2 separate regions of the Sus scrofa genome follow, and region 1 is linked to region 2. Evidence: chromatin contacts called from public Hi-C data. All regions are on one chromosome and are shown on one strand. Each heading gives the region's core, a stretch centred on a gene start, on an enhancer-like site or on the middle of the called end of the contact. The rest is flanking DNA. Distances are from core to core; before and after follow the strand shown.

What was found. Hi-C and Micro-C count contacts between places; a contact is called where the count stands out from the background.
Region 1: a Hi-C map of embryonic fibroblasts shows a contact between it and region 2, with 2.9 times the contacts expected there. The contact joins the promoter of BRD2 here to the promoter of LOC110261664 in region 2. A contact is called at or near these places in 1 of 5 promoter capture datasets (fetal liver) and 1 of 47 Hi-C or Micro-C datasets (embryonic fibroblasts).

Annotation. Positions count from the first base shown.
Region 1 is chr7:25,147,214-25,153,219 of Sscrofa11.1, forward strand. BRD2 (bromodomain containing 2) reads left to right here and starts at 3,445. Exons shown (of 13, transcript NM_001123085.1): 1 at 3,445-3,828.
Region 2 is chr7:21,631,036-21,637,416 of Sscrofa11.1, forward strand. It overlaps LOC110261664 (histone H3.1), which reads right to left and starts at 1,432. Exons shown (of 1, transcript XM_021099837.1): 1 at 926-1,432. The coding sequence starts at 1,391. The coding sequence ends at 981. It overlaps LOC100622387 (histone H2A type 1), which reads right to left and starts at 2,904. Exons shown (of 1, transcript XM_003356570.4): 1 at 1,832-2,904. The coding sequence starts at 2,863. The coding sequence ends at 2,471. It also overlaps the pseudogene LOC100513549.

The DNA of each region.
Region 1 (6,006 bases), core at 2,195-4,694, 3.5 Mb after region 2:
ATTTGACATTGATTAACAGGTATAGTGATAGCGACTGACGACTGACGATGTGAAGAGAACTCCCATCACATGATATAATTCCAATCAAGCCATTGTTCAAAAACATTCAGTGGCTCCTCTCTAGGTCCAAACTTAACAGCACTGGGAAGCCGTTGTAATACTGCTTCAAATAAACTTACTTTCCCGTCTTCTCTTGCTCTACTTCTTATAGCTTATATGCTACTCGGACCAGACTGGATCGCAATGCTTTCTGTGAAAATAACCTGTGCTGTTCTGATTGTCTTTTCTCACACTACTCCAGTGTCTCAAATATTTATCTGACAGTAATTATTTTGTCTATGATTATTTCCCAAAAACCTTGAATGGCACCCCATAATACATATACATTACAATCTTACCCAAGTCACATGCTTAAACATCAATTTCCTTCAACATTTGTTCACTTTGGGAACACCTCACATTGTCCAGGTACTGAGCCAGGAGCTGGGGATATTTTTTCTTTTTAAGAAAGAATCTAACAGGAGTTCCCATGGTGGTTCAGCAGTAATGAACCCAACTGGTATCCATGAGGACATGAGTTCAATTCCTGGCTTTGCTCAGTGGGTTAAGGATCCGGCGTTGCCATGAGCTGTGGTATAGGTCGCAGATGTAGTTTGGGTCCTATGTTGCTGTAGTTGTGGTGTAGGCTGGTGGCAATTCGACCCCTAGCCTGGGAAATTCCATATACCACAGGTATGACCCTAAAAAGACAAAAATAAATAAATAAAATAAAATACAATAAAGTAAAATAAAGGAAAAAAGACTGTAACAGAGAGTTCTCCTGTGGCTCAGTAGGTTAAGGGTCACGTGTTGTTACTGCAGTGGCTCAGGTTGCTACTGTGGTGTGCATTCAATCCCTGGCCTAGGAACTTCCACATGCTGTGGGCACGGCCAAAAAAAAAAAAAGCTTATGATCAAAGTGCAATCATAAGATAAATGGACACCAAAGAATGAGCAGTCGACTCAATTTGAAAGGCGAGAGTAGGCTTTTCAGATGATGGTATTTGGGCTTAGGTGGACTGGGGAAAAGCCTATTCTGCATAGTGAGCAGAATGTGTAAAAGACAGAGGCGTAAAACAAAATGGTACATCTGGGGAACATTTTAATACAGCTGGAGTACAGGGCTCAAGAGGAAGTGGCTAGACATGAGGCTGGACAGGTAGGCAGACCTTTCTGGCAAGCACAGGAATTTGGACTTGATCACAACAGGCAATGAGGAATTAATACAGCGCTTAAACAGTAGCATATGGCCAGAGTTGTATTTTGGAAAGTTGGTTCCTGGCGGTACTGTTGTGAGGTAGAGAGGAAAATCTACAGCAACACTGTTCAACAGAACTTTCTTCAATGATGGAAATGTTCTATAATTTGTGCTGTCCAGTGTGACAGCCTTGAGCCACAGGCAGCTACTGAGAACTTAAAATGTGGCCAATGCATCCAATGAACTAAATTTAAAGCCATATTTAATGCTAATTTAAACAGCCCCAAGTGGCTAGTGGCTACCATATTGGACAGTGCAACTTTAGAGATAGTGGAATCAGGAAGCTATTGATAGAGCTCTGGTGGTAAGACTAGGACAGAGTGTGAGCCATGGCAATATTACAGGCAAAATGTGAAGTCTAGGGAATGTAAAGTTGTGAGAAAAAGAAATCAGGAATGGCTCCCAGATTCTAGGCTTTATAACTGAATAGCTGTCATCAACTAGGATAATATAGAAGGAACAGGTCTAGAGTGTATACATATTGTATCAATTTTGAACTCCTGAGGGTTATCCAAGCAGTAAAATTTAGTGGTGAGTTCAGCTCTGGAGAGTTGTCTAAAGAAAAAGATTTGAGAAGCTTTGACCCAATGAGTGAGATTATACAGGGAAGATGAAAAGAACTAGAAGTGAGGCAAAATTCTGGCAAACATCCACAGGGGCTAAAGAAGAGTCCACGAAAGAGACCAGAGGAAAAGTTGGACAAGCAAGAAAAGAAATAAGTACAAACTGGTCACAGAAATCAAGCCTGTAGAGAATTTCAGGAAGCATGATCAAATGTCAAATACTTCAGAGAGGTCAAATAAGATGAGAACTGGTGCTTCCTGATTTGCCAATTAGGAGGTCTTTGGTGACCTTTGCTAGGACAGCTTCAGTAGTAGAAGAAACGAGCTGAAGAATGGGGACGAGGTTGAGAGAGGAAAATTAAGACCGTTTCAGGTCTTAACTGTGCAGGAGAGCTGAGAGGTAAAAAAGAGTACAAAGGGGATGGTTTCAGGTCGTGACTGTGCAGGGGAGCTGAGAGGTAAATAAGAGTGTACAAGGGGATGCAATATCGATAAGGTTATTTCCTTTCTTTCCTTGTTTTTAGGCTGGGAAACCCATAAAAGGAAGAAGTTAAAAATGCCAATTGGGAGAAAAATGGAGGATAGCTTCAGACTAATACCTAAATGTGACCAGGTCAAAAAAGAAAAATTTCCTTAAGCTGGAGGGGACTTCTGGTACAATGGTAAAGGAACACAGACATGTCCCAGTCGGAAAGCCAAGAGTTCTGCAAGTTGGCCTTTCTGTAATGTTCCGTTTGTGGAGAGTGGGCGTTATGAATTAAAAGTAAAAAATCTGAACCACATTCTGAGGATCAAGGGAGGGAGTATTGCCTATGAACAATAAAAGATCTGCTTTAGCTGGCAACCATCACTGGATCAGATTTTTATGGGTTTCAAGACCGAGCAAAGGGTAAAGCCTTAGAAAAAGCAGAAGTTTTAAACGGTGGAGGCAAGTCCAGAAAAAAAGTAAAAGTGTTAGGTTTTGCAGAAGGCAGAGGAGTCCAAGCACTGGCAGGTCTCAACGAAGTCTTCGTAGATTCGGGGGAAATGAGAAGTTATAAAGTAGCCTAAGACAAACAGGTCAAACAAAATGCCCACATCAACCTCCCGCGCCTCATCTCCCCGCCGCAGGCATGACGAGGGTGGTGATAAAACTCCGTCTCCCGACGTGGAACCACACTACACCCCATCCTGCAAACCCTTAAAACTCCAGGTCCAGGCCCCATTTTCCTCCACTGACAACAGCTGGGCAGCGCGCGTTTCCGCTGGACTCCGGCCAGGGCGTCCCAAGCTGCACCTTACACCTGTGGAAAAGGAACCAAGTCCAGGAGGCCGCCGGCAGTGGAGGAGGGGCCGCTGAGGCGGGAGGTCCGCGCGCGGTGCCTGCTTCCGCCCCACCCACTGCGCGCGCACTGAGCCCCGCCGCGGGAGCTGCGGCGCCCGCCCTGACGCCTGCGCACTACTGCTCTCCCCCGCTGCCTCGGGCTCTACTTTCCCTTCCCCCCCAAGTCGGTCGCACCCTTGCGCCTGCGCTGTGTGGGTTCCCGGGCTGCGGCAGCCATGCTGAACCCGTACGGAGAGGCGAGTGGGGGGGACAGGGTCGACGACAGCGAGCTAGGAAGCCGGGGATATGGAGAATCGGCGGTATTAGAGTACTCTAGGTCTGTGAGGAAAGGTCTGGGCCTTGAGGCTCCTTTGGCCCCTTGGCGCGACCCTCAGGAACCTTCGGAAAACTGGCCCCCGTGGCGGGGGGAGGGGGGGCGGCTGGCACATGACCTGGGTCAGCCAATCTGGGTGCAGCTGACGTGGCCGCGCGGTCCCGATGCTCTCCCCACCCCCCAGCTCGGTCGGGAAGGGAGGGGCTGGGGGCAACGCCCCCTCCCCCAACACAACCTCGGTTTCCGGGGGGGTGACACCCCGGATTACATCCTCCCCCCGCACCAAGCCGAGGGGAACACTGGAGCCCCCCTGGAAGGTTCCAGGATCGAGGTGAGAAGGGGCCCTTGCGGGGCGGGGATGTTGCCAGTCATTTAAGTGCCTAACCAATGATGGGGAGTCCGGGAGGATGATTTTCTTGGGGTTCAGAGAAGAATCCTAAGGATGGGAAGATTTGTCCTTCAAACAGTTTACAGCCAATGGGAGCATGGAGGGGGGCGAGCAGGAGAGGGCCCTCGTTGGGGGAGGGGAATGGCCAACCTCTGTCTCCATACCAATTGGAGGGCAAAGGGGCGTGGGGGTGGTGTGTTCCCCCTCCCCCCATTCCATTCGTCCCTTGGGGGTGCAGGAGCCTGGAGCCAGGTGAGAAGGGATCCTTTTGGTGGCCGGAGGGAGGGGTGACCTAGTGGGCTGAGGAGTGGGAGTGGTGACTAGCTCCTACCCGTAGATGTAAATACTTAGAGTTGACAACCCAGGTTGTGAACTGAGATTGTTCCCAGGCGCCCACTCCCTTTCTCCCCATAGACTGGAAGGAGCATTTCTGTGCTTCCTTTGTGTCAGCGGTAGGGAGATGGCAGTCATCACATGGCATGGTGGAGGTTACGCTTCGAGTCCTTTATCGAATTTGTGTGCATTCACGTGGACCTGGCCTCCGGAGCCTTCGTTGCCCTGGTGGGGTCTTAGTTGAGCATGGGTCTACCCCAAACTGGGGAGGGCTTGCTGGCTGAAAACTCGGGGGTCCCCTGGGGAGCAGAAACCAGGACCAACGTGGGTCTTGAGAAGGGTTGGAAATCGTGGCTTGGGACAGGAGAGAGCGAGTCTCAGGACCTGGAATGATTTCACAGCTCCAAAGGTTTCGGGTTTCTCCAGGGTGGCGTCTTTTGCCTCTTTCACCCCCTCCCCCATTCCTGAACAGATCTCTCCTTGTGTACTGCGGGGGAGGGAACGGAAAGGAGGGAAGAGTTACTTTTCCAAATTACTGAGTAGCAGTGGCCTCCCCTGTGACTCATGTGGGGGAAGGGAGGATTGGAAGGGAGCGGAGAGCAGTGATTTTCCGGAATGCAGGGAAATAAGCCAGAGTAATGTCTGGCTGCCCTTTCCCTTTCTAAGGCTCCGTATTCTCTCGACCTCCTAAATTTTTCTTCCCTGATCGGTCCCCTGATGGGCCTCAGGGCAGATTTGCAAGGCCCCGGGTGGAGAAAAGCAGATTGAGGAGGCTGGGCCACTAGGGGGAGGGGAATGGGGGAGGGGAGAAGGCCTCTGCAAAGTTGCTGTGTCATTGCTTGCCCTGCTGCAGCCTCCCCGGCGGGCTCGGCTGTGCTTTGGGGGCCGAGGCCTGATCGGAGGTGGGGGCGGGGAGGCAAAGTGAGGAGAGAGTCCGCTTTCCCTGTGCGCTCTTCCCCCCGCAGGGCTTGCCCGACTCGAGTGGTCAAGACGACGGGAGGTTGACGGCCATTTTAAACGCAGTAACCGAGGTTAGGGCTACAGGGGTGGGTGATAAGGTTGGAGTTAAAGGACCTCGGCCCTCACGAAGCTCTAGGGTGAGGGTGGGGCTCTTACATTCATTGACCGATATTAATTTCCTTTCTCAGATGTGCATAGTCTTACTTTCTTGCTTGGTAGCCAGAAAAGGGGACGTGGAGAAGCAGGGAGGCCCCCCCACTGAAGCCCAGGTGGGAGACATTCTTTCGTTCTCCGGCAAGGGGGCGGGGGAGCCCCAGAGGTGGCTTTAGAGATCCTGACCTTGTGCTCTGGCTCTTTATTCATACGTAGTCTGTAACCCCATTCAGATTACCAGATTGTGGGAAAGATTTAGTTGAGTGGGCCGGGGGGAGGGGGCGAAATTGAGCTCCCAAAATGGCTCCTGCCCCTCCTCGGAGGCGGACGGCCCGGGGGGGAGGGGAGGAAGGGAGAGGAGGGGGAGGGCTAGTCTGAGCCGCAGCCGCCGCCTCCTCCGCTCGCCCTCCTCCCTGGCGCTGACCGATGGACCAGCCGCTCCGTGGGGAGGACTCCGGACCCCGGCCGGGGGGGGGGGGCTTCCACTCCCGCGACGCAAGGATCCTAAGTGCGGGGGTGCGGGCCTGCCTTCGGGGTGGGGGGAGGGCGGAGAGCGTGGGGAAAGGTCCGAGCTCGCCAGGAGGGGGAGGGTGTTCACGCTGATTCGCCCCTAGCAGGACCTGTTTTTTTCCGCTGAGAGCGTGGTACCGGAATGAAGTTTGGGGGTGAGGTGGG
Region 2 (6,381 bases), core at 182-2,681:
TTGCTGATCAGGGAAGAAACGGGATGCAAAGACAAGGGAGCCAGTCAAGCAACAACAGCACAGCCTTGGTGGAGTCCTGGTTCCCTCTCAAGGGATACACATAACGCTGGAGGCATCTTATACACCTAAGAGAAAATTATATTCCTTATACTTCTTTTAGAAATGAAGACTTTAAAACTGAACAGCTTGGAGCCCTTCCTTGTGCTTCTCCCTCATTGTATTGCACCCTAAATACAATCACCTGTAAGCAAAGATTAGGTACCCTGAGCACAATTGCCTGTGGCTGAAGATTATTAGCACGTGATGTATTTCAGGAACTTTCCTAATTTGCTTTAATCCCTGATTAATATATGCCCTTTTTGCAAGTATTGCACCAGGATCTTGTCAAGATCTCCTGATGCCAGGTTCTGTTATGGTCACAAAGATTCCCCCAAAGAAAGTACACCTGTTTGCCCCAATCCTGATTCCTTTCTGAAACCCTGTTTTTCTCCTTAGAGTCTATAAAACCCTCAGCAATTCTTCCCCAAGGGAGGGCAGTCTTTAGGGCAATAGCTTGCTGTGGCCTTCTTTGCCTGGTAAAATCTTAAAAGCTATTTCTTCTTCACCCAAAACTTTCTCCGCCTTTCTACTTGGCACCGGTGAAGAGAGGCCAAACTTAGCAACACTTTGTGAAATCCTTAGCTCGATTTTTCAGGGTACAAGCAAACACTGTTGCCTTTAAATTTTCAAGACTTTTAAATTTTATCTTTGAATAGTAAAGGAATCATGGTATTATATTGCCTTGGCAAATACTTAGCCTAGTTTGAGTGACAAAAAACGGCGAATCTCGCGTTAGAAACCTTTCCTCACCCCATCCCCCATTTACTAAAGACCGAAGCAAGCGTAACAGCCACTCTCAGTGAGAACAGAAAGTGGCTCTTAAAAGAGCCTTTTGGGAGGGAGAAAGCGAATACGTCCAAGGCAAATTAGGAAGGACAACTTTACGCCCTCTCCCCGCGGATGCGGCGAGCCAGCTGGATGTCCTTGGGCATGATGGTGACGCGCTTGGCGTGGATGGCGCACAGGTTGGTGTCCTCGAAGAGCCCCACCAGGTAGGCCTCGCACGCCTCCTGCAGCGCCATCACGGCCGAGCTCTGGAAGCGCAGGTCCGTCTTGAAGTCCTGCGCGATCTCGCGCACCAGCCGCTGGAACGGCAGCTTGCGGATCAGCAGCTCCGTGGACTTCTGGTAGCGCCGGATCTCGCGCAGGGCCACCGTGCCGGGCCGGTAGCGGTGCGGCTTCTTCACGCCGCCGGTGGCGGGCGCGCTCTTGCGGGCCGCCTTGGTGGCCAGCTGCTTGCGCGGCGCCTTGCCGCCGGTGGACTTGCGAGCGGTCTGCTTGGTACGAGCCATAGAGAGAGATCTGACGCCGCGAAAGAAGCAATGGAGAACTGATGCCAGGACCAGACTTTATAGTCATGATCCAATCCTGATTGGTCAGAACTGTTGCAGGAGTAACCTGATTGGTTTTTGGTCCAATCTTCGTTTGGTTCTTACTGCCTCTAAAAAGGTTTTACTTTCCGTAATGTTTTTAACTTTCTATTTTTACAGTAAGGAATTATAGCTGTACTCTCCTGTCTGAGTTTACGGTTTTCGACCCAAACGTTAAGATTTCACCAGAGGAGAAAGGGAATTTGATCCACAATTTGTGGCGGTCAGCGCCTAAATTTTTATAAAAGAAATGCATTTTCAGTGGAGACCCCCCCCTTACAGATTGATATGGGAGAAAATTAGAGCAGAATAATGTATTCATCATTTTCTCTAAAAAGTAGTTCCATTTCACTACATCAAAATCTGTTTTTAATGAATGTACCAAATAATTCAAAGTAAAGTCAATATACACTCTCGCACCTGAACACAGAACTGGGCTACAGCGTTGTGTAGGGAAGGGAGGATACTTGATGTGGGCTTGACTAAATACTAGTGATTATCTCAACTCATTAATGGGTTGTGATGCAATTAAACGGCTGATTGGACTTTAACATGTAAATTGTGTACTTATCAGCAGGCCTGAGGGAAGAGAGGTTTACACTGACTAGTGATTAGGTGTTTTCCTATAAATGCTCTTTCGAAAAGAGCTTTTGAGTGTGGAGTTTTAGTTGGCCAATGGACCACTGGGTTCCAGTGAGACAAATTTTAAAAATGGTTTAGTACATTTGCTGGAGCAAGTAATCACCCCAAATGCGTCCCGGGGAGACAATAAAGGCGGGTGAGTTCATGGGTTTGCAATTGAGTAAACTTCAAACAGGCCTCTACCTTAAAAGTCAACACGTGCCTGGTCAGTTCCAAAGGAAAACTACGTTTTTTACATATTGTAAACTTAACCAGGTATTCGTGGCAGGTTTTACAAAAGTGCTCAGTTCTTCCACAGAAATGGTGGGCGGCTCTGAAAAGAGCCTTTGTTCTTTGAGGTTGAAGTATGAATTAAGGCCTTATTTGCCCTTGGCCTTGTGGTGGCTCTCGGTCTTCTTGGGCAGCAGCACCGCCTGGATGTTGGGCAGGACGCCGCCCTGAGCGATGGTGACTTTGCCCAGCAGCTTGTTGAGCTCCTCGTCGTTGCGGATGGCCAGCTGCAAGTGGCGCGGGATGATGCGCGTCTTCTTGTTATCGCGAGCCGCGTTGCCCGCCAGCTCCAGGATCTCGGCCGTCAGGTACTCCAGCACCGCCGCCAAGTACACCGGCGCCCCAGCTCCAACCCGCTCGGCATAGTTGCCCTTGCGGAGCAGGCGGTGCACTCGGCCCACCGGGAACTGGAGCCCGGCTCGCGAGGAGCGGGTCTTGGCCTTGGCGCGAGCTTTACCTCCTTGTTTCCCACGTCCGGACATGATGTAGCAACCAGAATCTACACCAGTAGTAACTAAGGAGCAAGAAGAGAAACTCACAATTTATAGCTGCAACTGGGAGCGAAAAATCCGCATTTCCATTGGCTAAGATTGCAATCCCATTTTTAAACAAGAAAAAAAAAAGCGCTTCCTAATAATGAGTGTTCTTATTGGACAATATTCACATAACGTCATCACTAGTTTTGGCCAATCAGACCTAGAACTTTACTGCATCGCGTTTGCCTGCGGATTTGTAGGTAAAAAGGATTCGACCGTCCTTGTCCTCATTTATTGTTTCTCAAGGGTTTTTTCTTTACCATGCCTGAGCCAGCTAAATCTGCCCCAGCTCCAAGAAGGGCTCCAAGAAGGCGGTGACCAGGCGCAGAAGAAGGACGGCAAGAAGCGCAGGCGCAGCCGCAAGGAGAGCTACTCAGTGTACGTGTACAAGGTGCTGAAGCAGGTCTACCCGGACACAGGCCGTGGGCATCATGAACTCTTTCGTTAACGACATCGTCGAGCGCATCACGGGCGAGGCATCGCGCCTGGCGCATTACAAAAATCGCTCGACCATTACGTTCTCGGGCATCTAGATGGACGTGCGCCAGCTGCTTCCCGGGGAGATGGCCAAACATGCTGTGTCTGAGGGCGCCAAGCCTGTCAGCAAGTACACCAGTGCCAAGTGAGCCACCCATGGCCGACCCAAAGGCTCTTTTCAGAGCCACCTACCCTTTCAGAGAAACAGGTGGTGCTGGTGCATTTGCCTATAGTTTCTCTTGCAAGAGTAAGGGGCCGGTTTGGGAGCGGAAAACTGGGTAAAAATTTAAAGGGCCCTCCTCTGAAGCTGTCTTGGCTAAGCATTTGGGCTCAGTGTCATGCAAATTTGGAATGGGTTCTTCGACGCCCTTTGAAAAAGATATTCTGTTTTGTCCTCTTACAAAAGCCAAAATTTCGCGTTTGTTTACACTTTTCAAGGAAAGTAACGTCCCCCCGTCTCTGATTGGGCAGCAGCACTGTTTGAAAAGCCCGCCATGGGCTGTGATTGGCTAGATTGTCTACTATCGGGGTTGTGAGTTTTGAAGAGATTCTTTAGAAAGTAAAATCTTACCTTGCTTCTACTGAGGGAATGGAATGCACCAGGCTCTGGAGCCAAGAGTCATAAGGGTGAAAATGAACGGTTCCGTGTTCTGTGTCTGGTTCCCATCCACTACCGAATTGGTACTGTGACATTAGCCCTGTCTATGGAGATTCTAGGTGAATTGAAACGATATAATGCAAAGTGCAACGGGAACAAAGATCAGGGAAGTAAGTTCCTTAAGGGTAAAATGTTGAACAAGGAACTCGGCAACTTGGGAAAGCGCGTTCTTCCAGTGTTTCATCAGGAGACGCTGGAAGGGAGGTAGGCCAGGACTCGCTAGGCTGGGAGAACAATTTTCTAACGGTGCTTTGAGTCAACGATTAAAAATCCTGCCATAGAAGGCGGAGAACTCAGTATTTAAGAGAAGATTGTATACTAGCATGGGCTAGCTAGGAATATTAGGAAATGGAATCTTTCAAGGCATGATCAAAAGTCCTTCACTTCCCCACTTCCCTGAATCTTTCAATAGTGCCTAAATTCTTTTTTGCAGTTCAAAGCATTAACATTCTCTGCTGCCCTGTCATCCCCTCTCACCAGAAAATGATTGCTATTGTAAATATATATATATATATTTTCCCCACTAACAGCAAGTAACAAGCTCCTACATTCACACCCTACTCCAGGCTGCAACATTTCCTGTCTTTCCCTATTGTCACTTCCCTTAAAGTTGTGGGTTTAGACTCTATCTCAGAGGAACAGTTTATCCCTGTCCCAGGTAACAAGCCTCCCGGAAGTCATGCCAACAGGTTAATGGATTGTGAAAAATATATGCGTTGTTACTCACTCCGCTAAAATGAGACTCTGTTCCCAGTTTCTGCACCTCTGACATTAGGCCTTGGGTGCCGGCAAAAGAACCCACTGACAAGATACCCTACTTGGTGGAAAGCAATCCCCTAATTTCATGCTGAACTCATTGGCATCATATTCATCCCCTCTTTTTATTATTTAGTCTCTTTCCGAGATAGGTGTTTTGTTTTGTTTTTGTTTGTATGTTTGTTTGTTTTATGTTTTTTAACTGTTAAGAGATCTGAGGAAGAATTAACTTGGGTGGGTGAAATAAGAAGCATTGCCCTCTTCTGCCATCTTGTGGCAAGAATACAGAAGGACCGCACCAAGGCGTTATGTTTTCCAGATCCAACTGAAATGCATTCTAACTTCAAGTTTTTAGTGACCCTGAGTTGGGATAAGCAGAGTAATCATTTCTGTCTCCCTTTAACCACTGGATTTAAGTTAGTTTCTTCAAGAGTTACTTGTGTGTATGTGAGAGATGGAGAGAGGTATTGTTTTGTGGTCTGGTCAGAGCTGTCCAAATAAAAAGGAGTCAAAAATCAAAATGCTCTATACCTTAAAATAAATAAAAAAAATAGGGTTATGCTCACACTAGTTCTGGTCCTCGAAGTAATAAAAACTTGAATGTTTTATGTAAACCTAAATGCCTAATGAAAAAATGACTTTTGCTAGACCATTCTTTGAAGCTGCGTCAGGACTTGAAATTATGATTATCATGTGATTAAGTTACAGTTTTTCCACCATGAACAGGTCAATGTACACCTGCTAACCTCAGCCATTTTGTACCTCCCCCCCCCAACACACACAAACACAACTGCTCTTCACCATTTCAAATAGTTGTGTGTATGTGTGTGTGTTTTCCCCAAAGTCTGACTTTTTTTAAAATTTTTTTTTTACTCAAATGAATTTATCACATCTGTAGTTGTATAATGATCATAACAATCTGATTTCCAAAGTCTGACTCTTGACCTCTTTGCAGGTGGACTTTTTCTTTCCTTTCTAAATGTTTTTGTCTCTTAGTCCTGCCCTGATAGTTTCTATTGCCTAAGTCCAAAAAATAAATCTTATTAAAATGCTTGGGAGTTTCCTAGTGGCTCAGTGGCTAAGGACCTGGCATTGTCACTGCTGTGGCTCTGGTTACTGCTGTGGCTTGGGGGTCCATCCCTAGCCCGGGAACCTCTGCATGCCAAAGGTGTGGCCACACAAAAAAATGCTTGTGTTAGTTTTCTAGGACGGCCACAACAAAATACCACACACTGGGTATCTTAACAAAAGTTTATTTTTTCAAACTTCTGGAGGCCAGAAGTCCAAGGTGTTGGCAGGATTGGTTTCCTCCTTGGCTTACAGATGGCTCTCTTGCTGTGTCCTCACATTGTCTTTTTTCTGTGCATCTGTTCCCCTGGAGTCTTTTCCTCTTACAGATACCAGTGTCATTGGATTAGGACCCTACCCTTATGATCTCACTTAACCTTAATTACCTTTTTAAAGGCCCTATCTCCAGAGTTACAGTGGGTTTAGGGCTGAAACAAATGAATTTTGAGGGAACGCAATTCAGTCCACAACATCATTTAAGGCCTTTTTTTTTTTTCCCATAATT